Linked DNA regions of Dromaius novaehollandiae: region 1 is linked to region 2. The links are chromatin contacts, called in public Hi-C maps. All regions are on one chromosome and are shown on one strand. The core of a region is the stretch at or near the end of the contact, and the rest is flanking DNA. Distances in the headings are between cores, read along the strand shown. Region 1 holds the start of POLN (DNA polymerase nu). Region 2 has its middle 41 kb from the start of MXD4.

Evidence for each region. Hi-C and Micro-C count contacts between places; a contact is called where the count stands out from the background.
Region 1: a Hi-C map of liver shows a contact between it and region 2, with 5 times the contacts expected there. The contact joins the promoter of POLN here to the enhancer-like site in region 2. A contact is called at or near these places in 2 of 4 Hi-C or Micro-C datasets (brain and liver).

The regions. Positions count from the first base shown.
Region 1 is chr4:78,634,401-78,639,809 of bDroNov1.hap1, reverse strand. POLN (DNA polymerase nu) reads right to left here and starts at 1,289. Exons shown (of 25, transcript XM_026112781.2): 1 at 1,190-1,289. The coding sequence starts at 1,289. It overlaps HAUS3 (HAUS augmin like complex subunit 3), which reads right to left. Exons shown (of 5, transcript XM_026112780.2): 4 at 4,083-4,311; 5 at 1,361-2,780. The coding sequence ends at 2,547.
Region 2 is chr4:78,536,127-78,541,994 of bDroNov1.hap1, reverse strand. No RefSeq gene overlaps it. Among named protein-coding and RNA genes, the nearest start is that of MXD4, 41 kb to the left of the region's middle. Within about 2 kb of position 3,609, at least 2 of the 2 cell types and tissues checked have open chromatin away from gene starts, as enhancers often do.

The sequences.
Region 1 (5,409 bases), core at 40-2,539, 100 kb before region 2:
AGTAGTTACTACAGTTCATTTGTCAGTTTAAGAAATAGCTTGACAACATTGAAGTATCTGCAAGTTTTTACTGCAGTTATTACTGCCCTGAGTTTTATCCTTTTTTAATAACACTTGTTTTTCCAGTTGTCCTGTAGTCATATTCTGTAATACTTGCATACAGAATAACTGGATAGCCCACAGATACAAGACATCTGGGAGAATTAAAGATGTCCATACAGATGACTGTTGACCTTAGAGAACTAGATCAAAACAACGCATAAGACTTACCACAAACACAAGATAATCACATAACATTTTAAAAATTCTTATACAGTTCAGGCTGTACACAAGTGAATTGCTCTATCAACAGTTAAGAAAATTATTCCTATACAGGGCTGTAATTATTCACTTGTTACTCTGAGCTTCTCTCACTAAATCCAGTGCACAAATACACTGTCAAGTTCAACCATCAAGCAGACAATATTTCTTTCTGTTCACAGGGAAGTATTTTTCTCAGCTCAGGACCACAGGCAGACTGCAAGTTTGAATATCTACAAAATACAGACACTTATAACTCAATTCAAACAGGTATACCTATAAAGCTGCATTGGTTAGCTTATGTCTAGCTCAAACAAGTCAAAATTGTCTGTTTGGCCCTATATATGTAAGATCTGTCCCAAAGCTCTCTGTAATAGTCCTAATTTACAAGTTGATTATCAGTTGGAGCCTCAATGTTGTAGAAGCTGAAAAGTATCTCAAAATTCTTGTTAGTGACTAGCACGTTACTAGCAGCAACTAGTCCCAGATAGGAGAAAATCCCAAGACTAGTATTCAGCCAGGCCTTTAATGAATAGCACAGCACTTCAGAACCCTAAAGAAAAGTAAAATAGGGAGATATCCTAGGAGTCGTAATATACCTGTGGTCATAACCCTTACAGAGAAAGCATTCTGATACTGCATGATGCGAAGTCATGAGGAACTGACTTTCATGGAAACTACTGAAGGAAACAGTGAAAAATATACAATTTTGTTGGACAAAACACTGCACTGTAGGGTGCAAGCTGGTTTGTTATTTGACAGTAAGCATGCAAAGTGGGAAAGGGGAGAGAATGGCTTTCCTTTCCCTAACATTACAAGAGTCAAAAGTATAATCTTTCCCCTGCCCACCTTTTCCTAACTCTTATTATAAAACTGCAACGTTTCTGACCTGCACAGGGTAAAAATGCTCCCTGAGTTTTCCAAGATGGGAAGCACCAGTCTTCAAATTCAGGGAGCATATCAAAATCAGAACCTAGCAAACTAAACATAAGACAGACAACATGTGTCAGGATACACAAACCAACACACAGACTTGCCTTAAGTAGTGACGACACTGATCTTAAATTGTAGTATTTAACATTTAATAATAAACATGATGTATAGTATTAAGCAGCACAAAATCCAACCAGTAAGTTAAAGAAATGCAGTATTTTTAAATAAGTTATATAATGGGTAAAAGTCTGCAATCAAAATAGAAAGTTAGTGTAACTGAAGATAATGCTAATACTAATTTTCTTCCCATTATCAATGTCTGACATTTGAAAGCAAACACAGCTGATCCCCATCAACATACAAAAGACTTAAAGTTATCATACTACAAAAACATATTTAATTCCGCTGCTGTACTAGGATACAATAAAAGAATTTGATAAACAGTCAAAGCAGTGAAAGCAGAAGTCCAAAAGCACTGAGACTCTGAAGTTTAAAAGCACATCATTATAAGTTATAGAGCAAATTCCAAACTTGCTGTAACAAAAGATTCTCAAAAAGCCTCAAGTCCAAAAGGGAAACTTTTTTCTTTGAACAGCCTGGTATGAGTACGGACTGGTTTCAATGGAGAAGACTGACCATAAGATAAATCAGAAGATAAGAACAGTCTTAAAAACAACCTTAAAACAGATAGTCTTGGTAAATAAACCACAGATTTTGCTACCTATTCCAACACATTTCTACATTAAAAGCAAAACAAAAAACAACCAAAAAAACTTGTATCTTCTTAGAGGAACTGCAAGGGAAGCAATCACAAAATTTTTGCCTTGGAGAACTTCCCTCTTCAGAAGGAGCACAGTACATTCATGTTCAAAAATCTGGAATGCCTTCTCCCCACATGTACTTTTCAGATCACATATGGAAAGGTTCGTAGCATGCATGAAGACATATCTCAAGGGCATGAAACCTCGTTTTGCACTATGCTGAACATAACAGAAATCAACATACAGGCTAGCAGAAGAGCAGTCTGTTATGTAATTCATTAAGTACCCAGTGTACTCTCTCATAACAAAAAAAACTTTGACAAAATTGAAATGTGAACTCAGCAAGCAGCTGCCAAAACCCATAAAGCGGTATGTAATCCAAACTTGATAACTGTGGCAGCTAAACATACGTTGTAATGACAGACAAATGTTAGCTTTGATAAGCTAATACTTATTTTTCCATAAACCTGAAGACAGTTTTCATTAACATGTTTTTGTATCTTAACGGTACATTTAAGTTTAAGTACGAAGAACTTCATTGGTAGTGAAACTTTAATCTTCTAGACCACTGATTTTAGCCTTAGACTGTTGCTCAAGCTTCTCCACCATCTCTTTCAAGTGGTCTTCATCTTTGAAAAAATACACATACAAGTTTCTTTCCATCTGATGCAGCTTATTAGATTCTAAAAAGTCTCTCTTTGTCTTTACATCAGCAAGAAGATCCATAATGAGCTGATTTAATTCATTTAAATGAATTTCCATTTGATGAAACTGCTCAGTAAGTTCCTAACAGAAATACAAGACAAAGTTTATTACTTTAGCATTGTTAATACAAATAGAAAAGCCTTCTGTTTTTGGAAGCCACCTCCTTTGATAAATGATTTTTATAAAAACAATTCATCAAAAACAACAGAAATACAGGATATAAAGGATTCCATTCACTTTGTGCAACTTCTGAGGTACTCGCATCAGGTTACGAGAATTTAGTTTCATTTACTTGTCTAGTAAAACAGACAAGTTAAGACCATGAGAATCTGGCCATCTACCAGATAAAGACGGTTGAATGACATTTTTATTCAAGTATTTACAGTTAGTCAAGTCTTAAAGGAACAAAAAAGAATTCAAATTTAAAATGAAACCTGTAATTAGCAGCTAAAATTTTCCCATTATTATTATAATAATTCAGGGTAGGTAGGCTAGTCATCTATTTGCACATTATCTCCTAATTAAAGGAAATAAACTACTTTTCTTGAGAAAACAGTATCCACAGAAAGAGATATCACTATGTTTTAAGAGGTGATAGTGCTTGAGACAATAAAATACATTATTTGATGGATTTAATAACCTGTAATCCCTAAACAGGCATTGTCCTAAATACAAAGTTTCATTTTTCAATAAAAACTGTTCTGTCTGTTGCAAATTCAGTTTACAAATGGCAGTGTTGAATATATTTTTACGTATTTAACTAAGGAATTATTACATAACAGAAACCTTCTCTCAATCCACTTTTGAGATATCTACTATTTATTGAGAAGCTGTAACAAGTTGCATTTAAAAATCTCTATCCTCTCTTAAAAGATGTTCTAAAAGGAACATCAACAAGTTCTGTAGCTGGATTTCCCACTTCAAAATTCTGATACCCTTATTTTGTCCACAAGGAGCCACTCAACACCAGGCTTTTTAAGGGGCCGAACCAAATCGTATAGCTATTACAGGTAACAGGGATGGGGGGGTATTCTCTGAAATAGAAGGAAATTTAAAATAAATTTTCTAGTGACATGTTAGTTGGAAGACATACTTCCCATACCATAAACTTATTAGTAATACATGATAGTATATGCTTTTGAAAGGATTTAAAAGAATTAGATGCAGCTATTTTCTCAGATTCAAAAAGTTATCTGTCAACATACGTAAAATCCCGTATTTGCAGTTTGCTAAAAACAACGTAACTAAGCCCATCACCATCATTATTGTAATAAAATGCAGTAACCAGTTTGTGCACCTACAACAACCTTCACGCTATATTCATCTCAGCAAAAGGACATGCATGAGCGTAATAATTTTAGAAGCCACTGCGTAAGAACTTACCTGACTACTAAGTAATATTTGATTTCCTCCACAATACAGAGTATCACAAAGGGTATCTATATCACTGTCTAGCTTGGACAAAAAGAGAGACTGTTCTTGAGAAGACAGTGCTAGCTGATCTTGTACTGCAACACAGTCCTGCTTTAACTTCTGAGCCATCTGCTCAAGGCTTTCATATGTTTTAAACAATTGTTGTTTCTTATTTTCTCCTTCCAGAAGCTGGTATAGCCTGTAACAAATAAAGTTAGACATATAGGCATTAAGTTTCTTAAGCATTCCAGGCATTATTTGATTAGTCAAGAGAAAGCTTTTTCATGCTCACTGAGGAGTCAGACTGAGGACTAGTAAAGGACAGTACTGCTCAGGTACTCTTACTATAATGCTCTATCTATACATAGCTAGTGCATAGTTAATATGAGTCTAAAGTATTTCAACATTAAAATAAAGTAACAGAAATGAAACTTCAAAATAACAGTTTGTAACTACACACCAAATGGCAAAGGAAGCTGACAAAGTATGCTTTTACAACCTATTTCCCTATATTTCAAAGGAAATTTTTCAAGCAAAATAAGACCCAATTTTCTTAAGTGCTGAAAAACAACAGACTTCAGTGGCCAATGAAAAATAAGAGAAGTCTCTATGACATTTTCAAGTTTACTGGACTAATTCCCTTTTTCTATCTATGGAGAGACAGCTATGAAATTCTCCAAGAAGTTATGAGTCATGCAAAAGACAGCAATACTTAGTTGCTATACCAAACTATATTCTTAACCACATCAGGAAGAGACTAATATGTTTACTCAAAACTTCTCAGTTGTTACTACCAACTCTGCATATTAAAATCAGCATGAGTTGGACCCCAGTAAGGAATCAGATTGGCTTTAATAAGAGCAGGAGTTATATTTCAAAAGTAACTGAGTTTCATACAAGTGTCTTCTGTTTACAAACCCTTTAGGGCTTATAACTTTTTTTAGCTTCTCTTCATAATCATGAACACTAAGGCCAGCCTTTAAAAGGCAGTCAGATAGCGTCCTGATTCAATGATTTGGAGATTTAATAATAAACCTGAACAAAATCACTGTCAACATGTTATTGGCACAAGGGGAGCAAAATTAACACTACCTTATTCTGGTATTCCTTCACTGCTCAAGACTATCCAACTACCGCTTAATATAAGTTATTAAAGATACTTAAAACACCTTTTTAAGGAAGGGAGAAAAGTCTGACATTAAAACACCTATAATTATACAACATGCCTCATGGTTCAGAGTCTTGAAGGGACAGCAAGACAGCACACATTCCTACTATCACCTGCAGTACAAGGAGA
Region 2 (5,868 bases), core at 2,360-4,859:
AGTGCATGCAGTAGCATGGAAAAAAATCAAATCTATCAGAACCCATAAGTCTTAATCCTAAAACAGCTTCGCTTTCCTTAAAATATGGACTAGAGAAAATGCTTTTAAAATGTGGCTTCCACGGAGTCTTGGCTGGGCATTGTGATCCCTATGGGACAATATTATAGCATAATAATTAAAACATTTACAAAATGATGATAAGCTATGGCCGATCCAAGTTTCTATGGAAATTTGGAGGCGATGGTGCATGCAGCTGTTCACATCTAATGCAAAGGTTGGCCGTAGCTCTGCCTCTGAGCGCGTCCGTAGCTGAGGGGATAATTTATCTGTGCTGTTTACGTAGCTCTCGGCTTGCACAGCCCTTTCCTACGGTTCCCAAGAAGAAGGGTGTCTTCCCTTCGACCCTCTCCGCCTGAGCAATTAATGCGTTAGAAGTTAATGAGACGCCACTGGCCTCCCCGCGCTGCCCCCCTGCCCTTCGCCTTCCCCAGCCCCCGGCTGCGGCCGAGCCGCTGCGGCCGTGCGGGTAAACCGTGCCGGGGAAGCCCGAAAGACGAAAATTCACCCGACGGATGACACTGGCAACTTAAGGACAGTTAAATGTTTCTATCCGGAGTCACGGCCATCCCTGCCCTCTCCACACCAGCTGCCGTGCCGAGAGCTTTGCAGACTCATGGATCGGGAGTGGATGCTGGGTGACGAAGCCAGAAACACCCGAGAAAGGACCTCGCGCGCTGCCGGGCTGATGCCTCTGACGAGCGCTTTGTAACCCGGACTGATGAAAAGCTGGACGACCTGCACCTGCCTGCCAGGAGCACAGGAGAGATGTTGGCCACCAGCTGACATTCATGACACAACTGGGTCTTATGCACACAAACCTGTTCCTCTCCAGCGAATCCTGGCCTCACCTAAAGACTTTCTACTTTGCAACGCCACGTTGCTGGAGAAGGAAGCATCGCCAGCCTCTGGGCAGGGACAGTTGGTCAGCAGAGCGTCGTTGCAGCAGGTACGTCACGGCCCCGGGGAGCAAAACCTTCCAGTCTCGTTGAAGCAGCGGCATGAAAACATGCCCTTTACAGCCGGCGAGCAAAACTGCACCGCTGAGCGTTGCACAGAAGGGAGCCTTGCGGCTGAAGCAGCGGCAGGGTTTCCCATCCCAAACCGATATTTAGTAACACTCACTTACCAATTTTCTCAGCGTTAATTTGAACTCAAAGGGAGAAAGCCTTAAAACTCAGTGCTTCTGAGTGAGAAGTAAAAAAAAAAAAGAAAAAGAAAAAGAAAAAGAAAAAGAAAAGAAAGAAAATCAGTGTTTTAGTTCCTGGTTGTATTCAACCGCTGCAGCGCAGCTGAGTTACAGTTGGGATGGAGGCGGCGATGGCTCATCAGTGTCATTGATTTTAGAGAGCAGCTGTATCCAGAGGCCCTCAGTCATTTCACAGTGAAAATAATTTGCAAATAAAGATACAGATCTCAAGACGTAAAAAAGCCAGTCAAAACACAAGGGAACTCAGAAGCTGAGATAAGTATCACTATATACTGCAGGCCTTCACTTAAAAACGTTCACGCTGGTCTGTGTAGTCAAAACAGTTCATGTTTTGCACATCTCCAGTTCGAGCAACTCCTACAGTCCTGGACACGTCAAATCATATAGTGCAATGCAAGGCAGCGTTTGCAATGTCAGCGGAGGGGAAAGGGCACGTGGGCACTGGGGGGACCTGAAATCTGCAGATGCAAGATCACACTTAGAAATCGTGTCTTTCAGCCAAAATAAAAGGAGGCATAAAATGCCTGCAATTGCACCTTTTAACTTGCAACTGAGCTACAGAGGAAAGCGACTGGAAAACCCGCTATGTGTGGCTAGGACTCAAGGGAGGTGGATGTGGGGTAGGCTGTACCATTCAAGCCTGCTTTTGCTCGCAGAAATACTCAGAGGAAAAAGTCATTCCCGCCATACTGATAACATTAATTTGGCTCATGTATGATATTCCAAGGAGTTAAGCCAGTGAAGAGAAACTGGTGATAATTGTGTTTGCAGGGCTTATGGCAGGAGCGCTTATCTATGGCATGTAATTACTGGGCACTTGTTTGTTTTACGCTGTTCTTCAATGTTTATAAAAAGGCATCCAGAGCAGAGGGTGTCGTATTCTTTCTTGTGGACATCGGAGGATATAAGATTCGAACACACATATTTGGTGTCGCAAAAAGACATAAGCCAAGCCACAAGTGACCTGAACTCCTCCGCTTCCCAGAACGGCAGGGCCAGAGCTCAGCCGCAGCCCGCAGACAGGCGCAGACGCCGGGCTTGCAGGGGTGTCTGCCACCGCTTCTCGGTCTGCCGTCGACCGACTTCAAGGGCTGAGGCGTTAGCAGTAGGGAAGGGCTTTGGGAGCGACACAGCTGTGCTTTCCTCGTGGTAGACAAGGCTTTCTGCTGCCTAGCTGTCTGTGCTGAGAGCTTGTCTTCAGGAGCGCAACTCTGTGCTTGTGCCAGTGTTTGTAGCAAGAAATCGCTGGCTGAGTTGGCTGCATCCCTTGTTCCTCATAGGAGCCCTGTTGCTAAGTCAAACAGTTATGTCACTGTGCAGCGCCTATGATTTTTCATAGAGTCTTGTTTTCTAGCTGACCTTCTGGGTATATTGGTTTCCCAATGCCAGAATCCTAAATTTCCAGTTGGACGCCAGCTGGATTTTCATCCTCTGCTTACAGCCCAGGAAAACGCAGCAGCAAATGGCTCTCTGCTGCCCTGCGTGCCCAGTGCTAACACAGCCGCCTCCGGAGGACCGGCTCCGTCTGCTTTTGGGGACCCGAGGGAGGATGGAGCCTTTCCCTGGGCATCGCTCCCTGGCCAACGTGGGGAGCGAAGGGCCGCGAGAGGCTGCCACCGGCCCTGCTGCACCTCCCGGCTTCTTGCAGGTTTTGCAAGACAAGAACCAGGCCCTGATTTCAGCTCCACCATCGACACTCTCGCCCTGGGCTTCGGCAAAGCCGAGATAAAATATGATGGTTTTTAGTAGCGCTTTACCTCTTTCCAGCCGTCCTACATCAGTTCCTGACCGTCACAGTAGCAAGCTGTAATAAAACAAGAATTAAGCCAGCTTAGTTTTAACCAGTAAGTAATAGATCCTTCAACACTTCAAGAAATCTATTTGAAAGCAATTTGTACAGAGTGTTTCCTTTCGGGTTTGCAGAGCACCAGATCTCGTGCCCTTACGGCCCATTTTGTTGTTCCTGGGATTACACTTTCAAAGCTAAGTACCCAAAAAGCTGCTTCGGTTCAAATCTTGCCATATAGAGATGAAGGCTTCAAATTCAAGAAATAATATTTAAATTCTGGTAGAGTGTTTTCCTTGTAATTACTACTGCTGCACGCTTTAAAATAGATCTGCAGTTAAACAGCAATTAGAGCCAATGTTAAGATCAGCAGCCAATCAGATCTATTAAAACAGAAAACTATTTTCGAGCCCATCCAAAAAACACAGCCCACCCCGCCAATTACAACACACCTTCCTCGTTAAAGTGCAGTTTTTCAGAGCAGTTAATGAACAGCTGCATCTGACCGCTGAGCTCAAACGAGCCCGAGTGCCAGCTAATAAGGCAGCTGCTCCGCGGACGCAGGCTGGGAGCAGGCCGCGCTTGGATTTGCTCTCCCCGAGCGCGGGGGGATGAGGCGGTGCTGCACACGCAGACACCCGCGGAGCCAGACGCAAGGGGAATGTGCTCCCAAAGAGCGACTCGGAGCCAAACCTGAAACCGTTACAGCCCGGGCGTAGCCTGAGGTGCCGGGAGCGCGTGCGCTTGTGCGGGAGAAACGCCCGGCTTCGCTGCATTGTGGCGTTGGTCGAGATTTCCACTCGAAGGAGAGATGGTTTTTCTGTCACGTAGGGAAAACAGAGCACTTCCTCCACCGACCTAGAGCGCTTACGGTGCAAAATACATTTCCAATTAGCAACATCCACAAATTTCCAATTTGTTTACAGCTAAAAAGGAGTTTAAAGAGATCTTTAAAATGTTTTGTTTGGGTCTTTTTAGGTCCCTTGGAAATTTAATAAAAGAAAAACACACGGCTCAAACTTCTGAGGCGGTTTAACTCACTGTAATTCTCAAATATATCCCAGACTCTTGGGAATTAAGGCAGTAATGTTTCTTTTGCCTAATGCTCTTCCAAGCTGAAAATGCGTCTTTCAAGACAGGCAGGAAAATACAATAATCCGCTACGGGGAACGCGGCAGGATCTGCCCTTTCCCAGAGGGGCTGCTCTCTCCCTTTGCTCCTCAGGAAACCGAACGCAGTGTTTCTCCTAATCAGGAGCAAATCTGGGAAGAGAGTTTCAGCATCTCCGTTGCCCTGGAAGGGCGTTAGGTGGTTCGAGCCTCCCCCAGCTCTGGGGAGCCAATGGCCAGTTTGAAAGAAAGATGAAAAACCGACCTTTACGAATACTCCTGTTATCGTAAGTAAAATATCCCAGACTATCCTTCTTATATCATTTTCTGCCTGTATGTGACAATACTAATTTTTAAAAAGGTTAAGGAAAAACATTCTAAATGTTTGGAAAAAAAGTCTACAAAACACATTCAAATGTGTGATAAAAAAATCTACCTGTTTATCTTGACTAGACTCAAATACTTAAAAGACGCCTGCTTTGTTTTGCAATTTTTACTGTAGGGCCATGGCACTCCTGCAAAGGAAACTTTAATCTACGCAAAATATACAAAGAAATAACAGATACGCCCGAATGTATGTGCTTAACTGTAGCTATACAGTACCTGAGTTTTTAAGCACCTTCCTTTAAATAATTAAATTTAAAAAATTAGAATCACATTCACCCTACCTCTATTTTAATGTATTTTTAAATCTAGGAAGATAAATGCAATATTCAGATCAATTTCCCTCTTTTCCAATACCTGATCTGTCACAAAGCCCGCACCCAAGGGCTCTCCTCCCCCCCCCCCCCAAAGCAAAGATTACTGAAGCAAAGATGAATAAATCAAGCCCTTTTTTGTCTCCCAGTCTGCTGCTACTTCCTCCAGAGCAGTGCAGCTCTCAGGTAGTTAGGTAGGAAAAGGCTAAAGAATACAGAGAAAGTATTTTAATGTATTAGTCATTCACAAACCATTCCTTTTTTGCAACAAAATGTGGCTAAGGACCACATTAAAATAACATCCCACCAAGCTTTAGAAGTCACGTTACCAGCTGAAAATTTGGAGTGCAGACTTGCAGAAAAATGTATCCTGCAGCTCTTTGACTGCTTCCCAGGCGACTGAGTTCACTTGCTGAACACAAGGAGGCTGAGTCTCTATTCTGCAGCAGGAAGATCGGACTGTAAACCTGCAAAAATACTTTTATTGGTGCTCTTCGACCTCTAACGTTTGTACACAGTGTGGGGCCGTGACATGGCCTCACGAGATGGTCCTTGCACCAATTTTCAGTAGCACAGGGAGCTGCTGCGGCAGTGAGGGCAGGCGGCACACCACGGTCAGCTATCGCACACGCCTATCTGGCACCTTGCACATTCCCGGGGACCTCCTGAACATAAGGAAAAACTTCTTTACTGTGAGGGTGACTGAGCACTGGAACAGGTTGCCCAGAGAGGCTGTGGAGTCTCCATCCTTGGAGATATTCTAAAGCCATCTGGACACGATCCTGGGCAACGTGCTCTAGGTGACCCTGCTTGAGCAGGGGGTTGGACTAGATGCTCTCCAGAGGTCCCTTCCAACCTCTGCCATTCTGTGATTCTGTGACTCTGGGGATCTCTAATCCAACTCATGCCTCCAAGCTGGGCCATCACCAGTGTGAGGTCAGGCCAGCTCTGGCTTTGCCTGGCCACGTCTTGCGCCACGATTCCCCCATGACTGTGCCACCCACCTGG